Regions from separate parts of the Gossypium hirsutum genome. Here region 2 is linked to region 1. Evidence: chromatin contacts called from public Hi-C data. All regions are on one chromosome and are shown on one strand. Each heading gives the region's core, a stretch centred on a gene start, on an enhancer-like site or on the middle of the called end of the contact. The rest is flanking DNA. Distances are from core to core; before and after follow the strand shown. Region 1 holds the start of LOC107927113 (phosphatidylinositol N-acetylglucosaminyltransferase subunit A). Region 2 holds the start of LOC107927131 (P-loop NTPase domain-containing protein LPA1 homolog 1).

Region 1 (5,444 bases), core at 965-3,464:
AATAATTTTATAAATTTTTAAAATATTGATATTTTATAGAACTTATAATTGCTTTGTTTGGATAAATAGTTGGTTTAGAAAAAAATTAAGTTATTCAAATTTTACAAATTTAAAAATAAGAATTATTATATATAAATATTTTTTGAAATTTTATAAATAATATTTCATGCTCATATCAGCCCTCAATTTCACAAAATCACAACTTATGCACACTTTACTATCTTTCACAATTTAGTCCTTTTTCAACATTTTTATCGAAATTTATCTAGTAAAACTCGTAATTAACACTTCAAACATTCATTATCTAACATCACTCATCAAATTACAACTATATCATGAATGAGTGAATTTTTAAACTTTAATTCCATTTAAAATAAATGGTAGAAACATGAAATTCAAGCCTCGATAAGCATAAAAATACGAAAATAATTAAAAATGGGACAAGAAATCACTTACAATTGAGCTTAGAAAAATCAAGAATCCTAGCTATGGTAACATGGAATTTTTGGCAGCAAGCTCCAATTTTGAAGAAGATGAACACTTATTTTCATCTTATTTTGTCTTTTATTCAATTTTGACAAAAATGCCCTTGACCCATTTACTTAGATATTTTTTTCTAGAGTTACCCTTATGTGTCCATAACACTAATTTATGGTCTATTTTCCACATAAACACTTCCAATTTCATGCAATAATTCAATTAAGTCATTTAATCACTAATTAGACACACTTTGCATTTTTTCTCAATTTAGTCCTAAAAATTCAATTAGGCACTAAATCATTAAAATTTCCTATCCATATTTTCACACAATATTTCAATCAATCAGTAATTAATAAAAATTTATAAAATTAAACTATTTTACTTCAGATTTGTGGTTATGAAACTACTATTCCGATTAGGCTCTATTTCGGGCTATAACGGTAAGCTCATGTGGCAAGTTAAATCATCATTTAAAACAAAAAATTTAGGTTAATTTATACAATCTTTCCCCATATCTTTTCGTTTTGAGCAATTTAATTTATTTATTTTTATGTTTTTTTAACTTTCATTTTTTTCCATTTTCTTCTGATTCTCCTTAAGTTTTCCTCCCTTCACCATTTATTTTGACTTAGTTTTTCTATGTTTTCCATTTGTTAAAACTAGGCCCTATACTTTTTATTTTTTGAACAATTTAATTTTTTCGAGTGAGGTGAGCTTGTGGACTAGTTTTAACAAATAGAAAACATAGAAAAACTACGTTAAAAAATGAAGAAAGGAGGAAAACATAGAGAGACTCAGGAGAGAATGAAAAAAAAAATTAAAAGAACATAAAAAATAAATTGCTCAAAATGAAAAAACATGGGGACCAATTGTAGAATTTATCCTAAAATTTTCATTTGAAATGATGGTTTAACGTGCCACGTCAGCTTACTATTACACCATTGACGGCAATTAACTGTTCAGTGACTAAAATGTTACAACACGATAACATAAGTGACTAAAATATAACCTAAGACAAACAAAAGTAACTATTTTGATAGTTTACCCATTTGAAAACTCAAATTCACTCTATTATAATTAAACTAAGGGTCTGTTTGATTGGCGGAATTGATTTTCCGGAAAATCATTTCCGCCTTTTCCAGCGTTTGATTGGCGGAAAACATTTTCCATTTGGAAAATGAAATCCAAAGCACGAGAAATTGGCTTACATTTTAGGGAAAATGTCTTACCCTTTCAATTTCCGTAAGACATTTTCCGGAAACTCCTCTCTATCTCCTCATTCATTCTTTCCTTCATTTCCGGTAGAAAACACTGCTTCTGTTTATCGATTTTCCACTAACCCCCAAGAAGTCCTTCATTCCTTCATTTCCTCGGTTCCCTATTCAATTATCGTAGTTTTCTTTCATTTCCTCGGTTCCCTCTTCTCCATATCCGTCCAGATTACCGATCCAAATGTGCTCAGTTTTCGACCACCATTTGTCATCAACAGGTATTTTTTCTGTTAATTTTCACTGATTTGATTTCTAGATCGGGTCTGGTTCTTGCTTTTTTCTTGCTAGATGGTAGATCGGGTCTGGTTCTATTTTTTCTTGATTTTTAGATCAGTTCATCTGTTTCTAAAAGAGAACTTGAAGACATGAGATCGGGTCTGGTTCTATTTTGGACCACAAAGTTTTGGTTAGATTTAATATCACTTTTAGGCTATATAGGTGGCATAATTATTGGAAAATGAAAACTTTCGGCATAAATTTATAAGAAAGATAATGATATACCTCCTTTTCTCCTTAATTTAAAGTTTCAGGGTTATGCAATTTGACTTCTCAGTTTGTGGATATCTTCTTATTTAACGTTTTAAACTTTACAGGTTTACAGCAGTGCCTTGAAGCTTGTTCGTTCAATGGTCAGTATTGATATTTGAACTTTATATTTGAGGTTTATTCTCTTCTAAATTGATTGAATATTCCGTAAGCATTGTTGAATCTGTTGGCAAAGAGAATAATATCTTGCTCTGTTTCCTGGTTAATTAGCATTTTCCTGGATTTTTTAAGATTATTATTGGAGTAATATATTTTAGTGTAATCCATGCATTTCATATTTCTTTCTGTCAGTGCATCAGTGTTGTTTTAAACTGCCAATTATCGGTTCTCTGTATTTTCTATTATTTTCTGACAATATTTTTGACAGCTACCTTTACCCCATCTCAAAGAGGGAAATAGGACTGCACCACCAGTAGGAAACGCAATTGCCCCGCATCGTGATTGGAAGAGAACAGAGTTCTTTTTGAATCATGAAACACTTCAACAGGTAAAAAGCTGATTGGTTTTTCGTTGTCTATTGCAAATAAATATCAAGTTCAATTTTCTCTTTTTTTCCTGGAACAAGGGATTCATTTCTTCAAGCAAATTTTGATATTTAATGTCTGAACTTAAATGGAATGAATCGTAGAGTATGAGCAAAAATATATTTGTTGTAGATCACTATCATAATAAATTCCAGGATGTTATGCATGCAAGGCAAAATCAATGTAAACTGCTATGCAAAGTCGGTTCAGTATACTACTGGTTTATGTTGGTTTATCCTCGTGACTTTCATTTTCTTCCTCTATGTCCTCTTCTGTTTTCCAATTGAGCAGGTCATCAAAGCCGAACAGAAATAAGTTTCTCGAAGCCTCTCTGGCACAATTGCAGAAGTAACAAATGAAGAAAACTCAGCTATCAGAGTTGAGATTCCAGATATTGTATTTGTATCATCATGTGCTGATCTAACTCTACCACCAGGTGCAGGCCTCTGCATTGATACTACCCATGGTCCAATTTTCTGGTAAGTATCATGCTTTTATTAAAGGAACGATATCTTTCACACTTTCAGAAAACTTGACAACTATGCTATTTAGCAATATACGAATAGCAATCCAACTTTAGTGAGTATTGTCTGTTCTTCCTTTCAGGTTGCTGACTCATGGGAATCTTTAGACGGATGGCTTGATGCTATCCGCTTAGTTTACACAATTTATGCAAGAGGTAAGACAGATGTTCTCGCCAGTATCATTACAAGCTAATTATTGTGTTGAGCTTACATTTTGCCCAAGTCCTTTATATCTGTCTTCGATTTTAGTCTTGTATATCATCAAATATTTTGGAATAACGTAAGGTTGAGCTAACTTTTATGTCAAATTATTCATTTGGCATTTAGATGATAATATATTTCTTCTGCTGTTTATAAGGCATTTTCATTCTATCTTCACTAAGACTTGGGAGTTTATTTTTCTTAAAAAGTAAATATATCTAGGCATCTACCATGTTGTAATTGCTGCGAGCTTTGTGTCCTCGAACCGGCAGCCGAACTCTTTTAATCTTCTGCCTTGAACATTTTGTCCCGAAGCAGTGAGAATCCACAGCATCATCCTGATTATTGGTCTAGAAGCAACGGTTGCAAGCGTCAGGTCAGCCTTCTTCGTATTCTTTTGTGCCAAACAAAAAAACATTCATGTCGGTTTCACAATCAATCAAAGTATTAGTAAGCAGCCAAAGTATCAGCCATCAAGGGCCCCAAATGCATGCTTGCCCCCACACACAGAGAAAAAACTATGATTCACTATTGAAAAGTTGAAACATGATCAAGTGAAAGCCTTACAGGGTTGTCGATGGCCAAAAAGCTGTTTCCGTATCTAATTGGCAAAAAAATGGTAGGATTGCAAATGATAATGAAATCATAAGAGACAACAGATAATTATCTCTACCTCTTCTTATATTTGAAGAGAAATATCTAATATGCATATCTCAATATTTATGACCATAAATCAGCTTCATTCATTGCAATTTTTTTTTGATCCTCCATTGTTTTTGCTTTTTTTTTTGGGGGGTTTAATCTGTTGTGTTTCTGCTGTTGATTGAGTCTTTGCTATAAACTCATCATGGTTAATCAATTCGGATAATTGAAACAATTTCATCTATTGAAAGGTTTGGAAATTTACTTAATCAATCCAGAATTCGAGATGAATAAGAAATCTATATCCAAGCCTACTTGCTTCTTTAAAATAAATTACAATTATTTGTACATACTAACTAATATTTTCTCAAAAGTAACATATATTTTTGGCTAAAATAAATTACAATTATTCAATACTTGTTTTTTAAACACAATTACAAATAATTTTTTTGATATTAGTTTTTTTTCAATTTATAACGATCAATATTGCAGCTTAATAATTGAATATTATTATAAATAAATCATTGCAATATATGTAAAAATAATTTAAAATATAAAAATTTATTAATATATATTAATATATGTAAAAACAACTTTTCCGGAAAATATTTTCAGGAAATCTGTCAAACAGCAGAAAATATTTTACACAGATTCAATCAAACACCAGAAAATACTTTTCAGTAAATCATTTTACAGAAAAATAAAACATTTTCCAAAAATCATTTTACGGAAAATATTTTACTGGCAATCAAACGGACCCTAAATAAAACCTACGCAACCAACTCAATGATAAGCTTTTTACCATTTTCTAGAAAATAGAAACGAAGTCCAACAAACTTCAGACCTTAAGGCCCAATCTTTGTACCTCTTCTAAACCCAATGGATAGCTTTTTACCCTTTCCTTAAATTTTGCATTTCCTCCCAAATTTTCTTTTCTGTATACAATGAAAACCTTGATTGATTCTTTTAAAATATTTTTTCCGAGCATTTTGAATCATATAAATAATATTAATTGTGTTTTTACGGCGACGGTGAGGCCGTTATAATTTACGAATTAAAATCTGAATCGCTAAAGAATTTGTGGATCAATCGAGAATTTTGACCGGTGAGAACTGGAATTTTATCAATCAAATCCTTAATTCCGATTTTGTTATTGTTGCTAATGAATTATTGAGCTTGTTTATCTATTGATTTGAAAGTTCTTGAGTGGTGCATTTTGATTCCTTGTTAATTGTTTTATGTTGCTGAAATCTATT
Region 2 (5,444 bases), core at 1,132-3,631, 39 kb before region 1:
GGAGACAAGAAGGTTTTTGCATCTAATTTGAAGCCCCCAAGCAAAGGACATAGAACAAGACCGTTCTAAAACCATCACAAACCCATGCCAAACCATATATGCAAATTTCCTGCACTAGGCATTAAATATAAAAATATGCATACACCTTACATTAGAAACTTATGGAATACTTGGGATTATGAACTCTATCTTGTTGGCAAAACCACCAAAAGGAGGGAAAAGAAGAAAGTTGACAGACAATTGAAAATTTGATGGAGAAACTCAAGTCTCGATAGTCTCTTGAAATAAATTCTATGAAAAGTTTGTCACGTTAAATAAAGAGAATCCAAGAGAAATGTGAATTACCAATCTACAAGCTACCACAACTCCCCATGAAATTACCAGAAAAAAAAATGAAGGAATATTTGCAGATTCAACATGCAAGCAATTAATTACAGGCCATTATAATTGCAGAAGTTTCTGGTAGGTATAAGATGTCACAGTTTCACAATACCTGCTTGCCAAAATCAAGTCAGCTCTCTGGTTTGGACCCACATACTTATACTCAGCCAGAGCTTCACAGACAACATCCAAGAAAGTTTCCCTTCTAACAACAACCGTGGTACGTCTTTTGTACAGCTCAAATGGTATGGTCTTATTTCCATCATCTTTATCTGAGACTAAGCAGCTGCCTGCCTCTGCTCCGCCAAAGTTACCATTGGTGGGACGAACGTCTTCCCTTTCAGAGTTCCCTTTGAAACTATCAGAGTTTAAGATCTCGTTTCCCTCATAATGTAGAGACTTGTAAAATGGATCACTTCTTATCAATTCAAAAACACTCTGGCTAATCTGGTAAGAAATACAAAGAATACATTTAGCAAAAGGATCCACTTGCCATAACAATCAAAGAAACATGAGAGAAAAACCAATCATGTCAGATTAGAGAATTAAATATGGAATGACATGCAACAACTCCAAACGATAAAATTATTGATGCTAAACGAATAATAATGCCAAAAGTGACAGCACGACAGAGAATCTGGGCAGTCCACATTATACAAGAATTTTATAAATATATCTAATTTAGCAAAAGTCTCCAAGTTAATTCTCGCCTCAACCTCTCACTGGACACGAAAGCGAAGATTTCTATCACCCACTAGGAAGCAGATATTAAATACAAACTGAAAATCAAACCTATAACATGCACTAATACAATAAATACAGAAAACGATGATGGGACCACACGGTGGTACAAGATCCACAACAGAGAGGTGCCAACAGAAAAGATAAAACTGATCCAAACTGATTTCATCTATATGGATTTCGATCATTTGCAAAGATCTGAAAGGCGCAGACACAAATAGGAAGTTAAAAATCTATCGAGGAGATAAATATTCCGTTACCATTCCATGACAACGACAGGATGCTGGTTTTTCTTTTTCCGGATAAATAGAGAAGCCAAAACAAAAAAAACAAAAAAAGCGCGACTATGAAACTGTTTAGGCTCAGCATTAAATCCGAATTTTAAAAAAAAACATGTAAATTCGGAAAGAAATTTCATAGAACACGTGATAAGCAATCCAGATCTATCAACTAATCATCCAGAGTTTACTCTATTATATCGTAAATTCGTAATAATATTTTGCGAATAGAAAGAAATCGAGGATAAAATGAAAATCCATAAATAAGCGAAATCAGCCTGATTGCTTGAAGTTTTCTTTAAAGAAAATCAAATTTCAAAAAGAAAGAAAGAGAGAAAACCTTGAAAGCATGACGAGCTTTGCATCCCATGAGCTGAAGAGTACTCTGAAGAACGGGACGCGTGTACCGAAACGACGACCTCTCCTTCTCCTTCTCCTTCTCCTTCTTCTCGCCTTCGTCCACTACCATTATGTACAATACCTTCGGAATCTCTCCCATCTCTTCTCTCTCTCTCACTCGCGCGCGCTATCTGTGATCATCAAAAAAAGAAGAATCAAAACGTCAACCTTCTGAAATAACGCAATGTAGAAGAATCAACGAAGAAGACAAAAAGAATCTTACCTGAATAAATATACAGCTAAATCAACCAAAAACAAAGATCGCTAGGGTTTGAATGTTGGATTTTCTCCATAAATCATGAATGAAATCCAAGAAACCGCCATTTTCGAAGCGAGTGAAAGGGTTTTTTAAGCTCTTTGGCCGTGTCATCACTTACACTATACCACGCATCACGCAAGCAAAGCTTACACGAGTCCTTTTTTGTGTTTTTACTTTTTCTCCTTTCTTTTCCCCCCTTTTCTGAATTGCGCGGGTTTTATAAAAGACCGAAATACCCTCGATATCAGTGCGTAAGTACAGTACGTCTCTGTTTTGGTTTAAGGGAAAAGGGAAGGGTATTTAGATGAATTAGTGTGTGGGGCCCGTTCTACTGGCACGATCATCAAGGTATGGCAATTGAGGCAATTTTAGGAAAAAGAAGAGGGTAAAAGAATGAAAGTAGCGAAAAATCCCGTTTTGTCCTTGATGTGTAATTAAGGAAAAGAAGGGAAAGGAGGCTTAGAGAAAAGGACTTGACGCAGAATACCCTTTTTATTGGTTTATTTATGTTTCAATTCCTTTAATTTATCAACGACTATACAGGTGAGAAAATAGTTTTTTAAATAATTTGTTTTAAGTAAGTTATTATTTAGTTAGTTTATTTTAAATTTTAAATAAGAAAAACTTTTGGGTAACTTTTTAGCAGTGTATTAATATTCAGTAATTCTATTATTAAGTTAATGGTTAAAATAAACGGAATTTTAGTTCATTGTTCAATTTGGTGTTAACCAAATTAACACCCTAACTACAGCCATTAAAGAAAAGTATTACGCACCGACTCGTAAAATTTAAAGTTAAGATATTTAAGAAAAAACATTATTATTAACAATTAATCTCTTTAATTACGTAAATAATTGACTTTTTAACTCGCGATTTAAAAAAAAAGTAAAACACGATAATTAGTCTCTTTAATTACATGTTGACTTTTAATTCGCAATTAAATGAAAATTAATTAATAACCAAAATATTTTCTTTATACTGATCTACAAATTGAGTTCACGATTTTGGGATATGATCAACACTTTTAACCAATAAATTAAAACATGATTTAAATCAAAGTTTCAATCTTAAAGATATTATAAATTGGATATTCTTACTTTTCTTGTAAAATTGATAATTTTTTTGTTTTTTAATAAAAAAATTTACACAAATAATACATATCCATTTGATATTTAAATCCAAAATAATTTAAAATAAAACATACATATTATTCCAAGTAAAATCTCATTTACTTTATTTTTTATAATTTCCCCTCACCGACGGATCTAATTTACAATGGAACAACCTTGGACCGCAACGAAAGTAAAGATAAGAGTAAAATATAGCTGGAGACATAAAACTAGAGAACACTCTTTACTATCGGACACATGTCTCGGTTTGTGGCTACCACATGTTTTTGCCAGCAAACTCGCACTGCTATCGAGTATAACTGATTTTACTATAATTTTTTAATGCCATGCACAGTATAATTGTATATATTATTTAATTAATAATATATTAGAATTTTTTGAAATATTATAAAATTCAAATAAATAAACTGTATTTATATTTTGATATTAAAATAATGATTTAAAATATTTTAACTTCACTTCATTTTAAAATTCTTAATTAAAAAGTAAATGAATTATTTAATTAGTGAAAAAAGAAAATATAAAGGAATTAATATAAATTTTAAACCCAAAATGTTTAAAAGTATAAAAATAATAATGTGAGTAGATGGAATAAAGATTTTTTTTCAAGTTCAATTAAAAAATTTTGTTTAAGTGATTGTGAAAATAAAATTTTAAAACAACTTAATTAATATTTACTTATTGTGATTTAATATAAATGAACTTTCACAATGAAATACTATTTTTTTTAATTTAAAATTAATTGGGCTTCACTTTTTTCCAGCTAATAAGGAAATTTAAAAAAATCTAGTATGTCAATTGTCAAAAATTAAACAACTTCATTTATGTAGTTCTTTGTTTATGTTAAAATTTTGCTCTAGAATATATATTATATAATTTTTATAATTACCATAAGTTATGTTAAAATTTTGCTATAGAGTATATATTATATGATTTAGTATAATTACGATAAGTAGAAATTGTTAAATGTAGAGTTCAATATTAATCTTACTCTTTTGGTACTTATTCCAAAGAAATTTGATGTAGAGTTAATCCATTCAACAATTCAGACCAATCAACTTACGCGATGTCTTGTACAAGGTGATTACAAAAACAATCATCATCAGTCTTTGACAAGTGATGCAAACTCTAGTAAAGCAAAATCAATCAAGCTTTATACATTTACATAATATTTCCAACAATATTATTATCACACAGGAAGCAATTCATACTATGAAAACCACTAAGAGTAAGAAGGGATAGTTGGTGGTTAAGGTGGATTTAGAGAATGCGTATGATAAAGTTCGATGGGAATTTTTAGAAGACACATTGCAAGACACAAGTCTACCTATTACTCTTATCCGTACAATAATGCACTACATAACTTGCTGAAGACTAAGTCTGATCATAGGCCCATTATCTTGAGGACCAAACTAGATATTAGCGTGGCTACAAAGAGACTTTTTAAGTTCTTAGCAAGGTGGATGAAGCATGCTAACTTTCCCTTATTTGTGAAAGATAAGTGGAAGTTTTCGTGTAATATGGTTAGTTCTCATTATGAATTTACTTCACATGTCAAAAAATGGAACAGGTACGTTTATGACTTTATAAGTTCTTGAAAAATATATCTTACGAGGTTGCTTACTAATATCCAAAAGGCCCTAGATCATTCTGCCTCTAGCCGGTTACTTCAATTAGAGGTTAATGTGCGTGATGATTTGGAAAACTTGCTGAATTATGATGAGCTTCTGTGGAAGTAAAAATCTAGATGTGACTGGCTCCAGTTTGGGGACCATAACACCAAATTCATTCATAGTCAAACGGTTTAAAGAAGAAATTTAACCATATCACTGTCCTATGCATTGATAATGGTGAGTGGTGTTTCAATCAGAACATCCTTAAAACTGGGGCAGTTGGTTTTTTCGAGAAGCTTTATGGGGGAAATGTCAATGCCCATGAAGGATCTCCCTTCCATCATTTTCCCTCACCTCAAGACCCAGGACATTGAGTTTTTGGAAAAGTCGGTGTCTGATGAAGAAATTAAGAAAGCTTTATTTGATATGGATCCTTATTAAAATATTTGAGAAATGATGGTTTTCATACACTTTTTTTCTAGAGTCAGTGGGATATTGTAAGTAATACAGTTTGTAAACAGGTTCGAGGAGTCTTCGCTGGTAACAGTATTGACCCAGAGCTGAATAACTCACCGATAGTGCTTATCTCAAATAATAACAACCAAAAAGACTTCAGCCAATTTCACCCTATTAGTTTGTGCTC

The links. Hi-C and Micro-C count contacts between places; a contact is called where the count stands out from the background.
Region 2: a Hi-C map of fibers shows a contact between it and region 1, with 5 times the contacts expected there. The contact joins the promoter of LOC107927131 here to the enhancer-like site in region 1. A contact is called at or near these places in 10 of 34 Hi-C or Micro-C datasets (callus, fibers, hypocotyl and 2 more).

Annotation. Positions count from the first base shown.
Region 1 is chrD03:49,496,776-49,502,219 of Gossypium_hirsutum_v2.1, reverse strand. It overlaps LOC107927113 (phosphatidylinositol N-acetylglucosaminyltransferase subunit A), which reads left to right and starts at 5,125. Exons shown (of 12, transcript XM_041090381.1): 1 at 5,125-5,293. It also overlaps the pseudogene LOC107927064. Within about 2 kb of position 2,214, at least 3 of the 9 cell types and tissues checked have an H3K27ac peak or open chromatin away from gene starts, as enhancers often do. A contact at or near this core is called in fibers, where this site is marked.
Region 2 is chrD03:49,536,364-49,541,807 of Gossypium_hirsutum_v2.1, reverse strand. It overlaps LOC107927131 (P-loop NTPase domain-containing protein LPA1 homolog 1), which reads right to left and starts at 2,381. Exons shown (of 8, transcript XM_016858133.2): 1 at 2,023-2,381; 2 at 1,741-1,930; 3 at 494-828. The coding sequence starts at 1,899.